7 separate regions of the Mus musculus genome follow, and all the other regions are linked to region 1. Evidence: chromatin contacts called from public HiCAR-type and promoter capture Hi-C data. All regions are on one chromosome and are shown on one strand. The core of a region is the stretch at or near the end of the contact, and the rest is flanking DNA. Distances in the headings are between cores, read along the strand shown. Region 1 holds the start of Gpr155 (G protein-coupled receptor 155). Region 2 holds the start of 4930445N08Rik (RIKEN cDNA 4930445N08 gene). Region 3 overlaps Rapgef4 (Rap guanine nucleotide exchange factor (GEF) 4). Region 4 overlaps Rapgef4 (Rap guanine nucleotide exchange factor (GEF) 4). Region 5 overlaps Rapgef4 (Rap guanine nucleotide exchange factor (GEF) 4). Region 6 overlaps Rapgef4 (Rap guanine nucleotide exchange factor (GEF) 4). Region 7 holds the start of Hoxd12 (homeobox D12).

Evidence for each region. Promoter capture Hi-C pulls out the DNA fragments that hold promoters and counts their contacts. HiCAR-type assays count read pairs that join an accessible place to other places.
Region 2: a contact with region 1 is called in a promoter capture Hi-C map of pre-B cells, with 4 times the contacts expected there. The contact joins the promoter of 4930445N08Rik here to the promoter of Gpr155 in region 1. A contact is called at or near these places in 4 of 39 promoter capture datasets (hippocampal neurons, liver, pre-B cells and 1 more) and 1 of 484 Hi-C or Micro-C datasets (olfactory sensory neurons).
Region 3: a promoter capture Hi-C map of hippocampal neurons shows a contact between it and region 1, with 6 times the contacts expected there. The contact joins the enhancer-like site here to the promoter of Gpr155 in region 1. A contact is called at or near these places in 12 of 39 promoter capture datasets (3T3-L1-derived adipocytes, the HPC-7 cell line, HPC-7-derived erythroid cells and 9 more) and 4 of 115 datasets of contacts at active chromatin or transcription factors (astrocytes, embryonic forebrain, forebrain and 1 more).
Region 4: a contact with region 1 is called in a promoter capture Hi-C map of pre-B cells, with 4 times the contacts expected there. The contact joins the enhancer-like site here to the promoter of Gpr155 in region 1. A contact is called at or near these places in 8 of 39 promoter capture datasets (the C10 cell line, the HPC-7 cell line, embryonic stem cells and 4 more), 1 of 115 datasets of contacts at active chromatin or transcription factors (astrocytes) and 1 of 9 other capture datasets (liver).
Region 5: a contact with region 1 is called in a promoter capture Hi-C map of embryonic stem cells, with 4 times the contacts expected there. The contact joins the enhancer-like site here to the promoter of Gpr155 in region 1. A contact is called at or near these places in 10 of 39 promoter capture datasets (the C10 cell line, the HPC-7 cell line, HPC-7-derived erythroid cells and 5 more).
Region 6: a contact with region 1 is called in a promoter capture Hi-C map of the HPC-7 cell line, with 5 times the contacts expected there. The contact joins the enhancer-like site here to the promoter of Gpr155 in region 1. A contact is called at or near these places in 10 of 39 promoter capture datasets (the C10 cell line, the HPC-7 cell line, HPC-7-derived erythroid cells and 6 more).
Region 7: a contact with region 1 is called in a HiCAR-type map of astrocytes, with 3 times the contacts expected there. The contact joins the promoter of Hoxd12 here to the promoter of Gpr155 in region 1. A contact is called at or near these places in 3 of 39 promoter capture datasets (embryonic stem cells, hippocampal neurons and pre-B cells), 1 of 115 datasets of contacts at active chromatin or transcription factors (astrocytes) and 1 of 9 other capture datasets (embryonic stem cells).

What each region holds. Positions count from the first base shown.
Region 1 is chr2:73,384,446-73,387,791 of GRCm38.p6, forward strand. Gpr155 (G protein-coupled receptor 155) reads right to left here and starts at 2,035. Exons shown (of 17, transcript NM_001190297.2): 1 at 1,820-2,035. It overlaps Gm13707 (a long non-coding RNA gene), which reads left to right and starts at 2,405. Exons shown (of 9, transcript XR_866430.3): 1 at 2,405-2,911.
Region 2 is chr2:74,577,742-74,580,996 of GRCm38.p6, forward strand. 4930445N08Rik (RIKEN cDNA 4930445N08 gene) reads left to right here and starts at 1,303. Exons shown (of 2, transcript NR_166470.1): 1 at 1,303-1,383. It overlaps Lnpk (lunapark, ER junction formation factor), which reads right to left and starts at 1,207. Exons shown (of 13, transcript NM_027133.3): 1 at 1,078-1,207.
Region 3 is chr2:72,036,880-72,040,134 of GRCm38.p6, forward strand. The region is part of intron 3 of Rapgef4 (Rap guanine nucleotide exchange factor (GEF) 4); the gene reads left to right. Among named protein-coding and RNA genes, the nearest start is that of Gm29940, 16 kb to the right of the region's middle. Within about 2 kb of position 1,567, at least 83 of the 459 cell types and tissues checked have an H3K27ac peak or open chromatin away from gene starts, as enhancers often do. A contact at or near this core is called in astrocytes, forebrain and hippocampal neurons, where this site is marked.
Region 4 is chr2:72,118,972-72,122,226 of GRCm38.p6, forward strand. The region is part of intron 4 of Rapgef4 (Rap guanine nucleotide exchange factor (GEF) 4); the gene reads left to right. Among named protein-coding and RNA genes, the nearest start is that of Gm29940, 66 kb to the left of the region's middle. Within about 2 kb of position 1,505, at least 5 of the 459 cell types and tissues checked have an H3K27ac peak or open chromatin away from gene starts, as enhancers often do.
Region 5 is chr2:72,135,955-72,139,227 of GRCm38.p6, forward strand. It overlaps Rapgef4 (Rap guanine nucleotide exchange factor (GEF) 4), which reads left to right. Exons shown (of 31, transcript NM_001204165.1): 5 at 1,288-1,360. Among named protein-coding and RNA genes, the nearest start is that of Gm29940, 83 kb to the left of the region's middle. Within about 2 kb of position 1,902, at least 29 of the 459 cell types and tissues checked have an H3K27ac peak or open chromatin away from gene starts, as enhancers often do. A contact at or near this core is called in embryonic stem cells, where this site is marked.
Region 6 is chr2:72,156,546-72,159,555 of GRCm38.p6, forward strand. The region is part of intron 6 of Rapgef4 (Rap guanine nucleotide exchange factor (GEF) 4); the gene reads left to right. Among named protein-coding and RNA genes, the nearest start is that of Gm29940, 100 kb to the left of the region's middle. Within about 2 kb of position 1,321, at least 43 of the 459 cell types and tissues checked have an H3K27ac peak or open chromatin away from gene starts, as enhancers often do. A contact at or near this core is called in the HPC-7 cell line, where this site is marked.
Region 7 is chr2:74,673,486-74,676,607 of GRCm38.p6, forward strand. Hoxd12 (homeobox D12) reads left to right here and starts at 1,528. Exons shown (of 2, transcript NM_008274.3): 1 at 1,528-2,169; 2 at 2,329-3,122. The coding sequence starts at 1,602. The coding sequence ends at 2,567.

The DNA of each region.
Region 1 (3,346 bases), core at 785-3,284:
TTGAACCTTAGCATTTATCAACTCTTTGGGTCAATTACTTTGCCTCCCTGAGTCAGTTTCCTTAACTGTGAAACGAGTGGGAAAACTCCTTAGCGAAACACTATATGGAAAGGATGTACTGTGCACAGCTCATCACAGAGGAGGTCTTCATGAAATGGGAGCAATAGTTCTAATGCCAAGTATGGTGCCCCATGCTAGGAACCCAGTCCTGAGAGACAGAAATAGGAGCAATACAAGTTCAAAAGCAACCGGGGCTGCATTGAGACGATGTCTCAAAAAACAGACAGCGTACACAGAATAAACCAAAGTGGGTAAGAGAGGTGGGTAGAGAGACTGCAGACCTAATGATAATGATTAAAACGGTAACAAGGTAAACAGCATTCATTGTCACAAGTAGCTATACAAACATGCCTAATATTAAAGATCCTCAATAGTAGACATACTAGATATTCCACAAAGTTACGAGTTTAGAATGTGTTATGAAGTTACCAGCCTCTGTTTCATACCCAGCAATTAAGAGTTGAATTGAGTTTGATCTTAAGTGGCTATTGACAGTGAAGGTGATGGCCAAGAGGTTTAACAACTTCCAGGTTCAACTTCCAATTAACTGAAAATTAAATGAAACTTTTTAAAAGTAATCTGTCCTTTTCCCCCTTTCAATTTTTCCAGTGTTATAAACAGTTCCCGAGGCAAATGAAAGTTAAAATGACTTCTAGTCTGACATAATGTCACACACCTGTAATCACAGCACTAGTGAGGCAGAGGCAGGAAGACCATGGGTTCAAGCCCAGCTACAAAGAAAAGCCAGCCAGGACTTAAATTAGCAGCTGTCTCAAAATAAGGAAGGGAGAAAAAAAAAAACTAAAAATAACTCTGAAGTTTTATCTCATACCATTTTAAACATGAAAACAAAACAAAACGAAAAACCGCTTCTTATGCACATTTTAAGATTAACAAGAACCACAACAAAGGAAGTTTTAAAAATGTCATCCAGTCCTTTAAACTACAAAAACAAGACTTGTTGCAGAACAAACAAGTTGTCCTATCACTGGAAAAGCCAATTCACTGGGCCAGACACTAGAAAACGAAGTATACAAACCATCTAGTCGCATTACATCTGACTTAGATAACATGACCAAAGCACTGAAATTGTAGGTTAAATGCTATTAAGTTCAAATGTGCTGCAGTACTGACTTGAAAGAAAAAGCTTTAAACTGAGGCTGTTCTCTTCTCAAACACTCCTATCCTTTAGACAGGAGAAAAGCCTAATGCCTTGCAGCACTATAAAAAGCACTCTTCAACATCAACAGGCACTCCAGTCACTGCCTTTTCCCTTGTCAATCTGCAGGATCAGACTTTGGCCCGCCAAGATAAGGAGTGCAGAGTCCCTGACCAAATAGATGATACCGAGGGCAGCTGACACCCGTGGAAGTGGAAAGCCAGGGCATGGGAGTCACAACGTCAGGTGCTCCGTAAAGAAGTATGGGAGAAAATTTGGCGCAAAGATCCCGAGGTGCTCAGGAGGGGCAGACACGAAGGCCACCTTGGGCTAAAGTAAAAAGTCCGAGATGACAATGTGAGCACACGTGCAACGGGGTGCTTCGCACCCTGGGGACCGCAGCTCTGGCACCAGAGGGGACAAGTCGTCCCTTGTGAGCAGACCATCTCCAGTGTTCCCGCAGGTTTCAGGCGCAGGCTCTGTGGAGCAGAGGCGGACAGGCGCAGCAGCTAGCCGAGGCGCCAGGGCAGCCTGGCGCTGCCCACTGGTCCGGACCCCAGGGGCAGGGGCCATTGCAAACGCAACTGGGGCTCATCTCACCTGCTAGGTCTGCAGCTCCGGCTGCAAGGAGAAGGAAGCCGATGCTCACAGAGGGCCAAGCAGCGAGCACACCGCCGTCATCTCCCGCCCCGAACCCTCTTGTAGCGGCGTGTGCCAGCGGCAGATGCCCAACCACGTTCCGAGAAAGGGAGGGGTGAGCCGCTGCGGTCCTGTCAGCTACCTTAGGCGTCTGCAGCCCGGTGCCTCCTCCCCGCCTCCGCCCCGCCTTCAGGCTCCGCCCCTGGCCTGGAGGTCAGAGAAGCCGGTCTCCATTCTGCCGTGAGGCCCCGCCCCCAAGCTCAGGACATGGCCCCGCCCCGCCCAAGGCCCCGCCTCCAGCATGGAGGTCCGCGTTTCAAATCTCCACCCCGCCGTCAGGCCACACCCCTAAGCTCCAGTGCTACACTGCACTCCGCCCTGGGGCTCCACCCCAAGGCCCCGCCCCTAGCCAGAAGGCCCGAATGCGGGTCTCCACCTCGCCTTTAGGCCCCGCCCCCAAGGACAAGCGACACCGCTCCACCCCCGGTGCCCGAGGCCACACAGCCCAGTCCCTGCCCTTATGCTTCGCCTCCGCCAAAGCCACTTGGCCGCCGGTCTCCCGTAGCTGTACTTCCGGCTTTTCTCTTCCCACAAGATGGCGGCCGGGTGGGGATTGGCAGTATTGGTTTCCTCCGCCTCTGCTCAGACTCAGGAAGGCCTGTCATCATTTCGGTTAACCTCAGCTTCCAGTAATCCTGTCAATTCCTCTCCTGGTTAGCCTCGTCATTGCATAGTATAGAGTTATAAATGCAAGGATGTGAGTTCAAACCCTGCCTTCTACCTTTCCCAAGCTAGCATGATCTTGACCTTCCTAAATCAAAAGAGATTAAAATATAAGCTTTAGTTGTGTGCTTGATTTAGAATACATTGCCAGCAGCGACTGCTTCTTTTTCTGTTGTGGAGGAACTCTGGCTGTATGCTCTTAGTTTACAGACAGGAATCTCCTAGTATTCTCGGAAGTCTACTGGGGCTTCTCGAAGTCAACGTGTGAAAATGAAGACATTTTCTGAAACAAAAAATATTTCTAATTTAAAGCCTGATCTCAGTGATTTTGTAAGTATTTCTTAAAAAGAAATCTTGCTTTGCAAATTTTACTGTTTTGTCTGGCCACTACTATGTCCTATTAATCTGTGCAGTTTTAGTACAAAGTACAGTACTATTTGCACCTTTAAATTAAGTTACTATATGGTTTACTAAGAAAATAAAAGCCGGGAAGGGAGATGGGATGGGGGAAGGGGGTTCCGAGGGAAAATGAGGAAAGGGGATAAAATTTGAAATGTAAATAAAGAAAATATGTAATAAAAAATGGGAAAAAAAAAGAAAAGAAAAGCCAAGAGCTGGCTTAAGGATATGAAGCCTAAGGAAAGGTGAGCAGAATTGAAACTATTTTTTAAAATGTAGCTTACTCCCTTTTGGTTCATTTTTTGTCTTTCTCACTTTTAACTATTAACCTAACTGCAAAAAAAAAAAAAAAAAAAAAAACAATAC
Region 2 (3,255 bases), core at 53-2,552, 1.2 Mb after region 1:
AAGCATTCTTCCAACATATAAACACCATAAACATTTATTAACATCATTACTATGGTGACCCCAATAGATGTCAAGGAACTTTTTAAAACTTCACTTTTAAATGAACCACTCTTGCTTAAGGTTCGTATTCGAAATCAACTTTGTTCTTCTAAGAAGGCACTATGGAGACCTTTGGGAACTAGGTATTAGCCCTGCCTGCCAGCTTGAACATATATATGCCTGTAACTAAATTTACTCACATCCATCACACCTCTAGACAATGTTGTCAACGCTAAGACTGAGGCCACAGAGACAGAAAACAATAGGCTCTAAGCACCACAAACCAGAAACCAAAAAGTAAGAACAGAACACTGAAAACTCAGTGAGTCGCAGGTGTTGCTTAAAACTGCACGCAGAAATAAATTCACCAATCCGAACTCTCCGTCCGCAAACACACCATCAAAGAATTAAACCTACTGATGCCCCTTGGAGTTGCTTTTCCCGGGTCGCTCCTGTCACCACGCACCTTCGTCCTACCCCACCCCTCAGACTGGTCGCTGTCCCTCCAATAAGTAAGGACAATGGTTGTGGAGCAGCTCCTCTAAGTCGCTCACAATCCACGCCCACACGCGGACGGAGCAGCATGACACTGACAGTTTTCAGACCTTCCCGTCGTGCCAGCTCAGGTGGACGCGGAGGTGATCGGGGCTCTCAGGGTGGATATTTCAGCTAGGGATGTGCTCTCTGGGACCTTCTGACACTTCTTAACACAGGGGGGGCCCAAGGGCTCGGGCTCTAAACAGCCACTGCGCGGAATCCCTGAGAACATACCCGGAAAGAACACCGGCCTCAGGGGAGGCAGAGCCGGGTCTCGTGCGCTCCGGAGCCGCTCGGGCCGCTGTTCAGGGCGATCCACGAGAGAAGGCGGCAACAGTGTACGGAGGGCAGCAGCCCCGCGGCGTGTTCCCCAGCCGCCACCAAGCTCTAGGCCACTTGGCAGGGGCGGAGGCACCCGGGCCGGCGCGCCGAGGAACCCGGAGACTGGTTCCCGCTGTCCGGAGCGCCTCCGTCTACGCGGCCCTCCCTTCACAGTCCTACCTGAGAAAAGCGGGCGCCGCTCGGCCTGGGCGTCCACTCGGGGAAGCCTGGGTCGCCACCGCGTAGAGCCTCTGGAGCAGGCAGCAGCACCTACAGATAGAGCGCTGGGCCCGGCCAATGCCTTCCCATCAAACCCCGCGCTCCTGCCGCCAGCCAATGGGCGCTGCAGCCGGCGCGCGCCGCTCCCCCATCACGTGATCCGGCCGGCCCAGCCGTTGGTGCCTCAGAGCGGCGGGTGTGGCAGGAGGATTTAGGCTGAGTATCCTCCGCGCTAGTGTAGGCTGTCGGTCCTCGGGGCACCACAGGGTAGGGCGGTTCCGACTGACTCTTACTAGTTCTGCCTCCTTTTCTCATGAACAACTCCCACGCCCCAGTCTCGCCAAGAAAAGAAACTGATCCTGATTGTCCCAGACCTTCTGAGCGAGAGAAGAGTGGGGAGGACAAAGGGGAGGGACGTTGAAGGTCGAGACCTGTGTGTCTGGAAAAGAGAGGGTACCTGAGATCCCAGATCAGCTGTCATCCAGAAGGCAGCAAAAAAGTTTACATTGCATAGCTCAGAAGCCATCCCAGCCAAGCAAGTGGAGAGAGACAGACAGACATCATACATAACACCTCCTGGCCATACCCCATGAGGGCTTTAGGCTTGTTTCTGTTGCTCTTGGACGTCAAAAAGGGTCCTTTCATGACTACGCGCTTATCTCACCAGCATGAGAAGAACTTGAAATGATAAGGATGGTCTTTTCAAGCTAAGGGGTAGCAACAAAGGCTGAGCTTTCCAAAATTACACTCTTAACAATCTCCAAAACCTCTGAATAACTGGGGCCCCTTAAACAGTAGTGCTGTATTTCCCTAAGAATTGAAAACGACCTAAAGAAGGCTGTATTCCAGTCAACTGCAAGTATCAATAACAAAACTTCAATGGGAGGGGTGGGGGCGCTCCATAGGCAAAATTAGGAGGGAAACTTCAACAAAAGCTTTTATGTTCTGTGTTCAATCACTTTTACGGGTTTTTCTTCTTTAGTTAAGGAAGAAAATGTTTCTGATTTTCAAAGTGCAATAGATATAATAATATGCTATGTTTACACTGACAACACCAGCAGAGAAGAAGGCATAGACATAGTATCTACTTTGTAAGATAATCCCCTAAATTCTAAGATCTTCAGTTACAGCTTTGTAAACTTAAAAGAATAGGAGAGAGCTAAACTTTAGTGTGCCATGTATCGCCTCACCAATGTGGAAGAAAGTAAACAGACATTTCACCAGTTTTTATTTGGAAAATTAGCCATTTTATTTCCCAGCCTTGGTAGTTTCTAAGAACATAAAACTCGTGCTGCCTCTTGTCTCAGATCTTTCCTAAAGGGAACAGGAAAGTTTTGTTTGTTTTTGTTGTTGTTGTTGTGTTTTGTTTTGTTTTTGACTCTTGCTAATACTTGTCCTAGGGTTTTTCATTGAGCTATCAGGGAGTTTAAAAATAAAACAGGACAGAGAGAAGAGAGCTAGCTAGAGGCAAAGATTCTAAAAGATCTAATCCTGAAAAAAAAGTTTCTAGGGAAATCACATGAGAAAAAATGTTAGCCTAGCCAGGTTTGAAAGGGAAACATAAAGTCTAAATCATCTCTCAAATCTTCCCAAGTATTTTTCAAGTGAGGAAACAAAGTAGAAAAATATGTATAGTGCTAAAGACAGCACTATATTTATATTTGTCTTATAAATGGAGAGGATATCCACCGAGGATATGGCTAGATGGTAGTAAGCTTATCTAGTGTATACAAGGCCCAGGATTTAGTCCGCAGTACCATGAAAGAAATGAAGAAAGTGAAAAGGAAGTGTGTCACAGGACAATGCAGGAAAGACAAACAGAACTAAACATGGGATATACTGCTAAACTGCAGACTCCAGGATGATTTTGAGTATTTATGGACTAGGCCCTTCGTTAAGTACTGAGGAAGCATACCATAGCTACAATAAAGCATCCAACAGGAGTGGGAAGAAAACTACAAGTTAAAAAGTGTTCTATGTTCACAGTGTTAGAAGGCATCACAGCAGCCAGGGATGATGGGAAAGCCAGTGGAGCGGCTGTTCTAACAAGTCCTCAAGAGTGGCTCCCTACTAAGCCTAAACCGTAACAGGACAGCATCTAAAGAAGTGAAATCCAGAGACTACTTTGAGAGAGGAAAC
Region 3 (3,255 bases), core at 317-2,816, 1.3 Mb before region 1:
TGTGTGGTGAGGATGGGGCCCACTGGGCTTCAGGCCTAGGGATGGCTTACCTCCCCAGCACAGGGGTCCGGCCCACTGTCAGCAGCCAGAACTAGTTGGTGAGATAGGTCTTACTCAATAGCCCTGCTTGGCCCGAGACTTACTGTATAGAAGACAAGGCTGGCCTCAAACTCAGAAACGCACATACCTCTGTCTCCAAATGACACAAAATCCCATTGAGATCTGCATAGCTCATTTCTCAAGCAGTTACATTCTTCCTACTTCTGATGGACCCCAGAGCCACATCCTGCTTATGTGGCCTTGATTTCTGGGCAGCTAAGACCCCCCAAGCTGAAGGCTTCCAGAGCAACCTGACTGGGAGAGAGTAAGCCTCTGGATAGCAGGAGCACCTCCCACCAAGAGACCTTCCCCAAGACCTGATGCTCTTGTTCCCAGTTCCCGCATTGCTACTTTGTAACAACCGTGTTTGTCCTCAGCATCCTGGGAAATGCAGAGCCGCAACTCCTTGTGCCCTGGAGCTTTTAGAGACCTGCAAACCCTCACGCCTATCTTCGTGTTTTTATTCCATGCTTATTTTTCCTCACCACCAAGCTCGCTGCAATGTGCACTCACATCAGAGACATGTCTCCCAGCTTCTCAGACAGCCTTCTGGCCTTGGCCCTTCTTTTTGCTATCTTACAGAACTTTGACCAGCCAACAAGGGGGTGTGCCTACAGGCAGCATCCATGTCTAATGGTGTCCGACATGACATGTTCATGTAGGTTTCTGCTTGGCAACAGGCATCTTGTTTAGGAGTAGTCTCTCCAGTTCCCCAGTGACACTTTGTCTGCATCTCCAGGGACATCTTACCCTCAAAACAATACACACAAATAATAGCAATAGTGATGATGATGGTGGTGGTGATTATGATGATGATAGTAAACCTTAAAGTAGGCATATATACCTACTATATTAGACAACAGCACTCAACTCTCTCTCTCTCTCTCTCTCTCTGTGTGTGTGTGTGTGTGTGTGTGTGTGTGTGTGTGTGTACACAAGGCCTTGCTTTTCCCTGCAGATTTTATAGGTGAGGAGAATTTATGGTATAACAAATATTTAAATCCTAGAAACATGTATGCTTTTTTAGCAATTCTGGAAACACCTAAACTAAGGGAAATCTCCAATCATATCAATTCCTAAAGACTGACTGACTTTCATGTTTCAAAATAGAGAATGGTGCTTTATGATGTCACTAAAGCCTGTAACACTCACTGTTATCTTTATTTGATACAAACCCAGCAGCTGGGTTGGGTATGGCTATGCACAGTTAGATACGCTATGAACTGAGGCTAGTGGGTCCTACTCGCTGTATATAAAGCACTTAGTACAAAGCTTTGAATGAGCAGGGTCCCGGTGTTTTCTGCTAACTAATAAAAAGTTGATTGCCTAGACTGGAGAGCTGTTGGCTCCCATACCTGCAATGCTAGCAATGGTCACAAGAGGGCAGTGTTAGAACATGAAAACCAGGAACTGCAGCCCAGTATTTTGAAACTGCAGGAGTTTAAATTTTGTTCAGCCATTTCACTGGAGCAGAGATTCTGGGCTGCACTTGGCCTTGGTCTCCACTTCATTCCACCCCCTCATCTGTCATTGTGCCATTATCTGGCAATTTTTACTCTGGTTTTGAAAAAAAGACCTCTTGCTGTTTTTCTCTCTAAGGTCAAATAGAAAACCTTTAGTCATCCCTGCCTTTGCTTTTACAACACAGATGCCTTTGTTCATTGCAGTTTTGATTATTAAATTTGAAGTACAGCTCTCTCTCCCTTTCTCCCCACCCTCCTTCCCTCCCTCTCTCCCTCTTTCGCTCCCCCCCCTCTGTGTGTTTCCTTCCCTCCCTCCCTCCCTCTCCCCCGCTTCCTCTCCCTGATTCTTTCACTTGGCCACACACTCTGTTCGCTTTCCTTTCAGTGACATCACCATTTTTGGGAGACACTACTTGAACACATTTCTGAACAGTTTTACGAAGCCCAGAAAACGTAAAAGGTGGCAAGCTGGTTGCAGATGGTGTCACTGCTGACTCCCGCCGGAGCTCTGGCTGGGGCTGAGCTATTCATTAGGAATGGATATTTAGTTGACTTGGCATTCTGCACAACTCACCCTACATGTAGTTTTGTTGTTGAGTATTCTTTGTCCGGGTGACACAGTGCTGGCCAGTTCAGCTCTGCACTGGTTAGAAATGCCCGTGCCAGGCCGTGCTCTGCAAGCCAGCCCCAGCGAGCTTGCCTGATGTCCATCGGCTGCCCGACAAGCCGATTCCAGGGACACGCTCTGAAAGGAACCGGCCTTGCCGTTGCCGCTTGCCAGAAAACACATTTGACTTAGAAGTATCTTGCCTTCCTGCTTGGCAGTAAATCCTTTTGACACACGTGCAGTTGGATGCCTTGACAGACTCTGAAATTGGGTTCCATTTGATTTGATTACTTAAAAACGCTTAGAGAACTCAATAAATTCCAGGAGCAAATTCAAGCTCAGGAAGCAAAATGCAAGAGCTTTGAAACCTAGTGGCAAGTATAGGCTGGAAATGAACCCTGTAAAAACATCAGCTTTTAAAGAACTTATGCTTCTGAGTCTACCTATACACGTAAAGATAACCTAACACAAATAAGATTGTTAACTCTTGACTCAATGACACAGAAATGAATAAATTCTGAATAGCTAACAGGTCTGATAACTCTTCAGAATCACAGGATAATTTTTCATTTTCCATGAGTTCATCACAGACACAGCTCATGTCCCCAGATCATCTGCGCAGGCCAGGTTTCAGTGGACCATGATCGTACATTGTGACATGTAACCCTGGCCTTCTTACCACCGTGACCACTTCACAGTGTCCGTATGAACACATGTGAGACAGCTCTGGCGAGAATGTCTGCTTTAAGATGTGAGAACGCCACAATGCAGATGCACAAAGCAGATAAATTAAGAGGTGATTAGTCGCAGTACAAAAGGATTCTTTGATTTACAGCAGGATTGTCAGGAGGGTTTCTTTGAATACAAGCTCCCCCAGAGAGCTCAAGTGTTTTGCAGATCATTCAAACCACTTGACATCCAGACTGGGGGACAGAGAAACTTGGAATTTAAGTGTTGAAAGCCATCATTAGATGAAGCTTAATACAACACGACTATAGAGGTTCTCTGTTGTTTAAATAAAGGCAAAAATATAATTTGCTTTTTAGAAGTGTAGAAAACCTATACATGCGTGGCGATGTGACTGAG
Region 4 (3,255 bases), core at 255-2,754, 1.3 Mb before region 1:
TAGAAGTGCATGTGTGGCAAGGAGACATGAGTGGGTACCTGACTTCTTTCTCAAATGAGCAGCGCAGTGCGCAGGTTCAGCTAGAAAAACAACGAGAAGAGAGGTAGGCTATCCTTTTTCCAACTGGCATAGAAATTCCTGGTATCAATGAGTACAAGTGGCTTTACTAAACTGACTCAGAGAACATTAAGTAGTAAGTTACTGCCATTTGTAGAGAATCTCAGTTAGGTTGTTCACAGGCATCGGTAGTGGATTCCTCTAGTCTTAATCAAGATGTTCACTGTCACCGGTCGTAGATTCCTCTGGTCTTAGTCAAGGTTACCATTGATGAGATAAAGTGTCATGGCCAACAGCAAGTTGGGGAGGTAAGTATTTATTTGGCTTACAGTTCCTCATCATGGCCTATCAGCTTTGGGTGTTACTGGATATCAGTCGAGGATTCCACCTTTCCCCCTGGCACTCCATCCTTGCAAAGCACTTAGAAGTCTTTAGTTCTTTCGTTCATTGCTCTTTCCATATCAGATCAACAACACAAGACATGGCCACTATCTTAGTTGGAGGTGTGATGGACAGTTTCAGAGAACATTAGCATCCTATCACAGTTATTTGCAGCCTTTGTGTGCCTGCTCTAGGGCCTTTCCTAAGCCACAAGAGATTCCCCAGACTAAACTCAAGATCACCTGGAAACTTGTGGGTAAAGGGGAGCTAGTGTGGACCTTGATAATGACAGATGAGAGTCTGCAGACAAGTTGTCCACAACCCCAGATTTGAAGGCACAAATCTGAGATGCATTAGTTATGGGTCACTTGTGGGCCAGCCAGCTCACTGACAGTCTTCCTATGCCTTTTCTTGTTTCCCTCTTCATGACTGCTTCTTGGTGGTCACTTAGGTTCAGTTGTAAGGTCAGACAATTAATTAAGAGATATTCATAAAATGAATTAGATGTGGTGTGTGTGTGTGTGTGTGTGTGTGTGTGTGTGTGTGTGTGTGTTCTCGGGGAGGCTGAGAACCTGCAGGATAGACAAAAGAAGGACATTACTGGGAAGGGGAAACTTGAGCAAAGACAGGGAGGGGTGAAATGAGTCAGGCCTTGGGAAGAGCTGCAGGTATACACGACTCTGTAGAAGAGAGAAGAGACTGTTCCATTCATGTACCATGAATAGGACTTTAGACTGCTCTGGTGAGGAGCTAATGAGAGGAGAAAACTGCTCCGTGACTGTGGAGAATGTGCTGAGATGTGCCTTTGCTCTTGGGGTGTTTCAGACTCATAAGGAGGGTCTCCGTGTCCTGCTATTTGTTTCTCATTCAAGATCACACCAGCCCTTTGAAATATTCACACTAACACAAGCACCTGCACACACTGGTTTGGCCTTTAAAGTGGGCGGTGCAGGCTGCAGGAAAGTTATTGCAACATCGGACTTGAGCTGACTTGAGCTCTCTACACGCTCATTGGCCACTTGGTGCTTTGTACATGGAGTCTCTTCAAAGAGTTCCAAGCAGAAGAGCCATGTTTGGGTTTTCTTTGGAGAGCTCTTCACAGCTCCTGGTATGCGAGGGAGCAGAAGGAGGCTATTGTGACTTTCCGTCTGTTATAAATGCTCCCTAGGAAGTATCCTGCAAACAGTTCACATTAATGTTTTCTGTTCTTCTTTGGTTTCAATCTTCCCTAGACAGCAGCTGGATTCTGCTTTCAGGACTCTTAATTCCCTGTCCTGTTGTGAGCCATTCTGGTGGGTGGTATTTTTTTTTCTAGCATCTGAACATGTCTAACTAGAAGTTTGATTTTATGGAACTTATTATTGGTAATTATTGCTCAAAAGTAGGGCCAGTGAGTGTTTCCCGGGAGCCATCTTTCTCAACCCACTCAACCTCCTTATCTGAGGACTGAGTGCTTTGTACCAACCCGAAACGAGGTGGCTATGCCATACAAATACACCAAAGGTTGCATTTTATGGCTATTGGCCAACATCATTTAACTTTACCCAAAACAGTTCTACTTCTGACTCGGCTTCCTGAGACAGTCAAACACAGAATTTTCTGCTGCTGTAATTTATCTACAAAGATTGTTCTGATCAATAAGTGCATTACCTTAGTCACTGTGGTGCTACCATACTGAAATATTACCGATGAGGTGATTTATAAAGAATAGAAATTAACTTGGCTCAAAGCATGGGAGGCTGAGGAGACCAAGATGTATCTAGTGAGGGCCTTCTTGCTGCATTACAGTATGGCAAGGCCATCGCATGGGTGAGACAGAGTGAGTAGAGGGCATAACTTGCTTTTAAAGCAAGCTCATCCTGGCTACACGGACAGGAATCCACTCATGCATCACCCCCCGGAGGGCTTAGCCCTACACATGGATACCCTGCGGAAGGTGTGCCTGTCTCATAGGATTTTACAGGACATGCCCAATCCATCACAGGCTTTCAGAAATACATATCTAAGTTTTGTATATGAGCAGGAAGAAATTTGGGGAAGGAATGATTAAAAGTAAGTCAAGCACACCTGTTGCTAGAATTTTCTCCAGAGCCGTTCCCAAATTCGCCTTGTTCAGATCACAGCTTTTTAGCACGCTGTGCTACCCCAGCTTTGGGTCTGTCCTGTCTAATGAGGTTCCCCCTCCCACTGCCTTGCGGTCCACACTCCACAGCTTCAGTTCAGAAAAGGTCAGTGACTGTGGAGGCTCGGGAAGCCACGGCAGCCTCAGTGGTTCTTTAACATACTCTCTAAGAATCAAAATTCATATTTTTATTCTCGTGTATGTGCACATGTGTGTGAGTGAGTGTAAACCATGTGAATGGAGGTGCCCTGGGGGTGGCAGCAGAGGATCCCCTGGAGCTGAAGTCCCAGGCGGATGTGAGGAACCGAGGCGGTATCTATCCTCTGGACGAACAAGCTGTGCTCTTAGCCCATGGAACCTTTTCTCCAGCCACCAAGCCAAAGTCTTAACTGCTAAAAACAGCTCCACTTTTCCGCTAGACTACAGGAACACCATTTAACTTTACGCAAGTTCACACAGGCTGGGAGGATTTTACTTATAAGAAGGCAGAAGCTGCCCGAGCTGGAAGGCTGTTAACCCTTCCTTTCAGGTTTTTCATTTGAATTGTTCTTATTGTGATAGACAGAGTGAAATTGCCCAAAGGATGAGGGAACTAGTTTAAGATTTACAAGAAAAGTTATCTTAATCAGGTTTTTTTTCTTTTAGATAACATAATTTGGGGGATACATCATTATGACACACTGAATTATAATCTA
Region 5 (3,273 bases), core at 652-3,151, 1.2 Mb before region 1:
CCCTCTTTGAAACTGTGTAGAGCACAGGTTAGCTGAATGCCCAGAGTAGCATGCCAGGAAGAAGAAGGTAGATGATACTATAAGACAGAAGAGATTCAGAACTGGGAAGGTGTCAAGGGAATGACAATAATACTGAGTGATGTTTGGTGCTGTAAGCATGTCTGAGTGATGAGCTCAGAGACTGAGGAAATCTGCCATCTTAATGTTAGCATGCACACAAGCTGATTTAGTGCTTCCTAACTAAGAGGGAAAAAAAGGGGGGTGGGAGGAGCTAGTCATATCTTGGTTAGAAGGCTCTTTAGAGAAAGTACCATGACAACACTGTTAAAATGGACCAGATGGTTACTGGGTACCACGTGTCACCAGCTGCCCATTGCTACAGATGAAGTCTTTCTGCTGGTGTTTGTATGACACACATGAATCGGGAGCTGGCTCTTTTGATGCTGTTTAACATTTACGTGCATGTATGTGTGTCACTGTGATTACAAACCATAAATATACATGATACCACACAATCAGTAAAATTACCCACGTTTCATTGTGCAAGGGAGGAAGCTGCATTTATTGCCTGAGAGCGTTCACCTTTCATTCATTGTAAATGCCCCTCCTTTCTAGCCTGATGCTCAAAACCTTATCCCTCCCACACAACACAGACACTAATCACATACATCCCGGAGCCCCAAGTTTCAGAGCATGCCTGGACCAAAAGCCAGGGGAAGACAATCCAGGAGCGTCTAAATTAAGCCAGATGGTTTTTATTTGACAATGTAACAAAAGTGCTCTGGAGGGGTCACATAGCAGGCAGGTGTGCCCTATGAAAGGAAGGAGGCAAACAGCAGCCAGTCGGGCTTCTTTCATAGAGACAGGTTCCAGGAGCCGCTGAGCATTTCTTTTGGCTTTGAAAGAGGCTGATTCGGAGGCATTCACCTCAGAGGAGGTAGGCAGCAAGGTTACTGTGATCTGAGCCTGTAAACACTCAGCACTGCTTCTCAGGTGCCTGAGTGTACAGGGTGTGGAGAGGTAGGAACCCCTTCACTCCATCTCTACAAATGCATACCATGTAAATGAAGCAGCTGAGTGGAGCCCTGCCCTGGGCAGAGGAAACACACAGTCTCACCTAGGAAGCCCCTCCCTGAACCCCACATCTTTAGTTTAAACCCAGAGCCCCAGAGAGCATACTTCCTGGCTCTATAAATAAGAGCCTCAGATACCCAGGGTCTCTGTTCTTTCACATGTAAATAAAGGAACAAAGCTGACTTCTCAATCTTGTCTGATTTTATCTTGCAGAAATACCGACAGTATATGGCCGGACTTCTGGCTCCTCCCTATGGTGTTATGGAAACGGGCTCTAACAATGACAGTAAGTGAAATGTGAATGTTTTGTGTCTGAAGATTTGTTGTGTGCTATGTGTTTTCATGTAACAACAACAACAAAATGTTGTACACCAGCATGACAAAGGAGGCACCCTGACTCTGGTGTAAGAGTCCAGCAGCTCACACTGGAGCTAATACACACGTGGTCTGAGCTGTGGGGTATTCACTAGTAGCAAGTGCCGGCTCTGGTGCAGGCTGGGAATTCCACATACTGGACATCCACATGCTTGGAGCATTTCTGTGTCCTTTTCAAAATAGGTTCCTGAGCTGTGTTTGACTCGGCACATGTGGAGTCTGGAACCCAGGAACCCACCTCCAGTTCAGTTTAGCTCCATTGGCCTTAGAGAGAAGCTTAAGTCATTTGCTCTTGTTAAATGACCCCTACCAGTCTGAGGCTTTTGTTAGGTGCTAGGTGCTCTACCACACAGGAAGGTGATGGCCAGCTTAACTTTGGTACTCATGACACAAATGTAAGTGTAGCTAAGTGGTGTGTGGTAGACACCTTCGATGTAAGCCAGCAGAAAACCGAGCTCCTATGAGAGACCCACATCTGGCTGAGGTTTAAAAATAGTGGTAGGGTGAGTCGTGTGGTACTTTCTAAAAGGTTGATTTTATTTTGATGTATGTGTCTGTGCACATGCATGCAGGTTCCCTTAGTGGCCACAGAGGGCATCAGATTCCTTGAAGCAGTTGTGAGACATCTGACATGGGTGCTAGGAACTGTTCCAGTCCTCTGGCAAAACAGTACATGATCTTAACTATTGAGCCACCTCTTCAGTCCTCTTTCCTCCATCCCACCATCCCTCTTCCAGGTGCCTGTGAGTGTGCGTGGAGTATTTGAACTTGTGGCACTTGGATGGGCAGCTATGGGCGTGGCAGTGAGCGTCATCCCCTCTCCCTTTCTCCTCCAAGGTCACTATCATTCCTGACTTGTTAGTTTCTGCAGGGCTACCTCCTTGCTTGTCTTGAATCTTCAAGATTTCTCACTTCTACCCTACAGTTTTGATGCCACTGCCTTTCTCTATAGCCCCTCCCACCTCCCCACATCTGCCTCCCCAAAAAGGGAGTTGGAAAGAGGGAGGCCAGTCCTCCCTCCCTCCCTCCCTCCCTCCCTCCCTCCCTCCCTTCCTTCCTTCCTTCCTTCCTTCCTTCCTTCCTTCCTTCCTTCCTTCCTTCCTTCTTCCCTCTCTCCCTCCCTTCCTCCCTTCCTTCCTTCCTTCTTCCCTCCTCCCCTCCCTCCCTCCCTCCCTTTCTTCCTTCCTTCCTTCCTTTTTTCTCTCCTTCTCCTCAGTTCCCTTTCTTCTCCCTCTTGGCTAAGCTAGGAATAACCAGTTCTCTTAGGAATGCCCGAGTTTAAAAAAAAAATCAACCATGCTGTCTCCTAGCTATGACCACAGGCAAACCACTGATGTCTTGTGCCTCAGTTTCCTTATAGGGTTGTTGTATTAAATGAATCAAAATGTGTCACGAGTCTAAAAGAGTGCCAGGCACAAAATAATCTCACATAATGTATTAGCTATTATGTTCTCATCCATAGCCACTTACTTAGCCCCACGAAGTCTGGCTTCTGCCCAGGACTTTAAATGAATTCCTCCACAGTTAAAGTCACCAATAGACTTGGTGGCTCCCATTGCTCTTATTAATTTAATAACTTTCTGGCCCTGCTCTTCTCTCTGGAAACTGGGGGACTTGTCGTGTGGTCTTTGTTTTCTGGCATTATTCTCCACACTTGGAAGTCTGGACTCATTAACAGCCCCTTTACCATCTCCTAAAAGCTAAGGAGCCTGGACTTGGTGCTCTCTCTGCCTCTCTCCCTGTATCCCTCCCTCTCTTCACACTGTCTTCCTGCACACCTGAGACTAGCCTAACTTGCAGTCTTCCTGCCTCAGCCTCCTCAGT
Region 6 (3,010 bases), core at 71-2,570, 1.2 Mb before region 1:
ATAGGCCTTTACTATTCCAGGAATTTTGTATTACGTGAATCAAATGCACGCCGCTCTCAGGTCCTCGAACCCTTAAAGGTCATCAGAGTCCCTTGTTTGTGTGTTCTTGTATTTGTTCCGAGGTTGTGTTTATTGTACCTTTGGCTCACTAGATTGTTCTAGGCAAGGGGAAAAAAAAACTTCTTTTAGAATTTGCAATCAATACAGATAAATACACCACCATGCAGGGGACTGTACAAAAGTCAATTGAGTGCATTATTTTCAACTCCAAGTACAGGACAAAGAATCCCATTTTCTTTTTAGTAATTATTTTACCTTTCCCAGTTGGGAATTACAAGGCTATTAAAATAATAGCCGAGGGCATTTTTGATAGGATGCATTTACATGCTAGGAAAGTGTGTTTGTGTTTTCTTGTTGGAAATTTTTGTCTTAATTGATTAATTTGTCCCTATTAATATTTATGAATCTTAATACAGAATGACTCTATTGAAGAAGCCAAAGATAGGTCACTTCCCTAAGAATCCATTCCGAAGAAAAAGTCTATCTGAAGCAGCATTTGTGAAAGCATCCCAATTTGCCAAGGTCTCCAAACCTTTACCCACAATATAAGTGCCCCACTTCTAAACCCAGTTCTGAGCAGGTAACCTCCAGTGAATGGGTGACACGAGCTCTTGGCCTAAGCAGATTTATAGTACCAAATTGTTAAAAACTACTCGAAGGTACAATGACAAGAAAGACTTTAAATTATGCCTTGTATGTTTAATAAAATTTCTCATTAAAGTGAATTTAGAAAACTGAAATTTTTTTATGACAGTGCTATGTAAGAAGGAAGAAATATAAAATTTTATCTAGAGTGATTATGCCTCCTCTTAAAATAGAACAACCCCCCATCTAGTCAGAAGGATTAATATTCAGATCCTAAAATAATAATATTTTACTTTATATGATTAAAATATTTTATGCCTCCCGATGAACATGCATCATTTTGTATGGAAAAAAGCTAAAAGCCCAACAGTAATAAACTTTACTGTGGTCACAGCCTGACATTCCAGTGTCTGTCCTCACACTGAGGCCCCACAGGGCTTTGCATATCCTGTGGTCAGAAGCTTTGTCTCACCTCATTCCACGTGGACCCACGTGCACAGCAGCCAGACAAGGGGGAGCTTGCTCTTTTTCTGTTCCCACCCGTGTGACTTCCGGCTCCGTCTGCAACTCCATTCTGTGCTGAAGTTCAGCTGAAGGCAGCTGAATCCCCTCCCCATGCACGAAGGCTTCCTTGAGCCACCAGGCCAGCTGTCACCCTCCCCTCCCACTTGACTAACGTAAGCCTCTCTCTGTAAGATACTTCCACAGTGTTCAGCTAGATAAGGAACAAGGACAAGAGAACTATTAAGTTATGCCGCGTACAGTTAATGAGATTTCTCCCAGCACTTGGGAGGCTATACAGAGAAACCCTGTCTCAAAAAAACAAAAAACAAAACAAAGAAATGTCTCATTTTAAAGAATCCACAGTGCTATGTGATGTCACTTATGAGTTAGTGTTATGTAAGAAAGAAGAATTGTATATTTTAATGTAGAACATGATTACACACTCAATTGAAAATAGAGCGAATCCCACGCCTACTTGAAAGGATCTCCTAAAAGAACAATCATATTTTGCACATCCCTCTGACCTTGAGAAGCCCTACGTCTATTTGATCAGTGTCACTAACTGGCGACAAGCCAGGACTAATCACATGTAATTGTGAGAGCATTTTTATGCTGCCCATTTCTTACTTAAGAACATCCCTCGGAGTTTCCACAGTCCTCAATCTAAACCCCAGTGCCTAGTTTACTGTAGAATGCCTCTCACCTGTACATTTATTTCCTGTTTAGTATATTACCCAGAAGCTTTGACAGACTCCGCTTTTGTCTTCAGAAGCCTGTAGATAATACATAAATAAATAAATAAATAAATAAATAAATGTATATCTCTTAAGAGTCAAGTCACTTGGCTTCTTAAATTCTGAATCTGAAAAAGAATGTAGTCAGATGATATTCACAGACAAATAAGTGGACAAATAAGCTACAATAACTACTTTTTTTTTAATAACTCCTTTTTTAACGGTATGGCCTGCTAGAAAATGTACGCTTAGCCAGATACAGCCAGTGACAATGCAGCATTGGGAAGCATTTAATTACAAGCTGACTTTTAGACACCCTTCACGTTGTTTTCCATATGTCTATTGCCCTTGAGAGAAGTACTTGTGCTTTAAGCAGGAGGTACTAGATGTTTGCCGTGAGCACTTTTAAACGTCACCAGCAGCACCGAGTAAATAAATATTTCTGAAAATGCCATGTGGTCCGCCAGGCTGCTCTAGTCTAGCATCTTGTACCTCCTTCTGTGATGCATGCTGGTAGTGTCACAGCGAGGGATGCTTTTCATGCACAGAAGCATCCGTGCATGCTCTTCTCCTTCAAGACACTCCCCAAAGGAACGTTAGGTCCCAGACTACTACCTGCTGAGCTGTAGAACAGCTGCTGCCCTCCTTTGGGGTCACGGGGACCCCAGATGTGAAACCAAAACCCCAATGCCTACTTTACTGTAGAGTGTCTCTCACCTGTACACTGAATTCAGAGTACACACTTTCCTAACTTGTTTTATGAGATCAAGTTGATTTCTTGTTCTAATGCAGACGTTTTCTTGAAACTCCTTATTGAAACACAGTATATTCATAGAAAGAAAGTATGCACCTCAATTAGGTCAGTATTCTTTCAAAACTATCGTCATGCTAACACAACGCAGGGCAGGAAGCAGAACAGAGCTGTAACTGCTAAAGCCCAGCCCAGCTCCCGTTTTCCCTTCCAGCATCTCCCCACTGTCTAAGAGACCACTTCTAAGAGACCAGTGATTTGTATCAATGAAAGCCATCTGTCACCTGCCTTCCATACCCATTCCACCTGTGAGCTCCGTGTGTGTGGGATTTAGGCTGCATGGGTGTAAAATGTCTTCGTATTGTGGCGTAGGAAC
Region 7 (3,122 bases), core at 278-2,777, 1.3 Mb after region 1:
ATTATAAGGCAGCCATAGTCTAAGGATGCACCCTTAGGCCTGTAACTACCTAGGAATCTCTGTGCAGGAGGCAGGGGCTCTGAGAGTGCTGGAACTATTAGAACTGAAAATTCAGGCCAGAGGATGCTCCAGTAGAAAGGAGAGAATTCTTCAAAATGAAAGCTATCGAATACCTAATCTAAGGCTTCTAAAAACCGACTTAAAACTTCTGCCTCCTCCCACCTACCAGAAAAGAAAGTATGGAGTCCCAATTCCTGAAAAGGAGGAAACTCTAGTAATGCCCCAGGATCCTTAGACTTCCCCCACCCCCACCCTCCTCCCGCCCCAGAGCTGGAGGAAGAGGACGATTGCGTCCTGAGAGCCGCCCAATTGGTCGCCGTAACTCACACAATAAAGTCCCAGCGAGGTGGTCAGCCTTGCCCTCCGGCGGCGCCTGTGTGGTCTCCTTGCCAGAGCTGGGGGCCTAACCAGTTCCAGCTTGGCTCATGGACCATGGGTCCTGCTTTAGGCTAGCGCGGGCTCCCACAACACAGTCTCTTGAGGAGAAAAGCCTTATTCCCTCTGGACCATCCAGAAGGCCCTGCCTCAGGGGTTAAGCACACTTACTACACACACGGAGCGTTGCCTGTTTTGCCCAGACAGTGAACCCGCAGCGGCCCGCGTGCCTGGAGGCACCGACAAAAGAGACTCAGCTAGCTGATTGTTCCTGTGCGACTGTGCCTCCTCAGCCAGGTGGCTCGGACTTTTCTGCCCCTCCAACTCTCAGTTGGACGGCTAGGAGCTTGGCTAGTAGGGAATAGTCACCAAGATGACCCCAGGAGAGAAAAGAAATGTAATTTTTCACAAGATTGGCTCCTCGGACTGCGGAATTGCCTGAGGGGACTGGATAACAACGCTATGAGCACAGTTCCTGGGAACAAATGTCAGGAACAGCGTGAAGATTCCTTAGGTACCACACTTGAGCAGTTTGTGCCGCCTTTCACCTTTGTTTGGTCAACCTCTTGTATTGTCTGTGACCTGGGGCTACAGGGTCAAGTGAATGGGTCCTTGCTGCCAAGTGCCTTTGGCAGAGACCACTTTAGAGGCCCTTTCTATAAAAAAGGATTGGTTGCTCAGATCCAGGAGCAGTCCGTGCCACTGCCAGCTCTTCTCCAGTCAAGCCCAGGTACCCTTATTGGAAAACGTCTGAATTGCAACTTAAAGTTTGTAGACGCAAAGCCCGGCCCAGGCAGCCTGCGAAATAAGGGCTGGGAAGACTAACCCAGAGCAGGAAAACTCCCAAGAGACACTTGGGCAAAGGCACCCTCATCCCAATGTCACCGGCTCCTGAAAGAGGTCTGGAAACTTTCAAGGGCTTCGCCCTCCCTCAACAGGCTTTGGCTCTGCTAGCAGCCTCGTCCTTCGCCGTCGAACATTGAGTGTTATCATAATACCCTGAAAGGGGGTGGGGGTGGGGACGGGTCGGGGGATGTAGGCGGTGCTGAAATGACCGGCTTTGAAGAACCTGCAGGCAAAGTTTTGTCCAATCCTCTGAGCCCGTCCTCCTATTCCGGGTTGTAACTAAATACTGTTGCGAGCACAGCCGAGGCCCTTTGTTGGAGATGTGTGAGCGCAGTCTCTACAGAGCTGGCTATGTGGGCTCGCTTCTGAATTTACAGTCACCGGACTCTTTCTACTTTTCCAACCTGAGAGCCAATGGCAGCCAGTTGGCCGCGCTTCCCCCCATCTCATACCCTCGCAGCGCGCTGCCCTGGGCTACTACGCCCGCCTCATGCACCCCTGCGCAGCCTGCCACCGCCTCTGCCTTTGGAGGCTTCTCTCAGCCTTACTTGACCGGCTCTGGGCCAATTGGCCTGCAGTCTCCAGGCGCCAAGGACGGACCCGAAGACCAGGTCAAGTTCTATACGCCTGATGCGCCCACCGCATCTGAGGAACGCAGCCGGACTAGGCCGCCCTTCGCCCCCGAGTCTAGTCTGGTTCATTCGGCTCTCAAAGGCACCAAGTATGACTACGCGGGTGTGGGCCGGACCGCTCCAGGCTCTGCGACCCTGCTCCAGGGGGCCCCCTGTGCCTCCAGCTTCAAGGAAGACACCAAAGGCCCGCTCAACTTGAACATGGCAGTGCAAGTGGCCGGGGTGGCCTCTTGCCTGCGATCTTCACTGCCCGACGGTAAACAGTGCCCATGCTCCCCCAAGCCAGTTTAGGCAGGGACGGGAGGTGGGGTGTCAGGGACAGTTGGACAGGGAGGAGACCCGCCAGCAGTGGTGAACGTCTGTGGGGCGGGCAGTTGATCTGAGCGAGCTGACATGGGTCGGGGCTCTGTTGCAGGCCTGCCGTGGGGGGCGGCCCCGGGGAGGGCCCGCAAGAAGAGGAAACCCTACACAAAGCAGCAGATTGCGGAGCTGGAGAACGAATTCCTGGTCAATGAATTCATCAACCGGCAGAAGCGTAAGGAATTGTCTAACAGGCTGAACCTCAGCGACCAGCAGGTCAAAATCTGGTTCCAGAACCGGCGTATGAAGAAGAAGCGGGTAGTGCAGCGCGAGCAAGCACTGGCCCTCTATTAGCTGCCCACGGGGGCCTGAGGCCTTGCCAAGCCTGCCCTTTTGGACCAAGGCCTGGCTGTGGAGGAGGTGTTGGGGCTGCAGATTTCCCTCCCACTCCTCTGGTCCTGGGCGCCCTTCGGCTCAGTCTGTAGCTGAGGAACCAGGAGGAGATTTGGAGATGAGGCCAGTGGAGCCCCCTTCGCTTTCAGCTCTCTTTGGGACCCTCCTGAGAGGTGTTTGGGAATTGCAATCTAACACTGGCTTTAAACATTCAGCATGGTGTCTGGGGGTCACCTGTCCTTGTCTATGATGTTTACATCCGGGGCTCACTATTGAAACACTGTATGAGGGTTTGTTTTTTCCGGTTTTCAACGTGTTCTTTTTCTTTTTCTTTCTCTATCCAGCTCTTTCTGCATGAAACAGGAGCCTAGCTAGAGCTCCGGGTATAAGTGCAGGTAGAAAGGCCCTGAGACCCCGCTGCAGTGCAAGGGGCTGGGGATAACTCTAGCCCCTTCGCAGCAGAAGCCCTTTGTGACAAAGCTGGGCTCTCCACTCTGCAGGAAGGAAAGGGCCTGA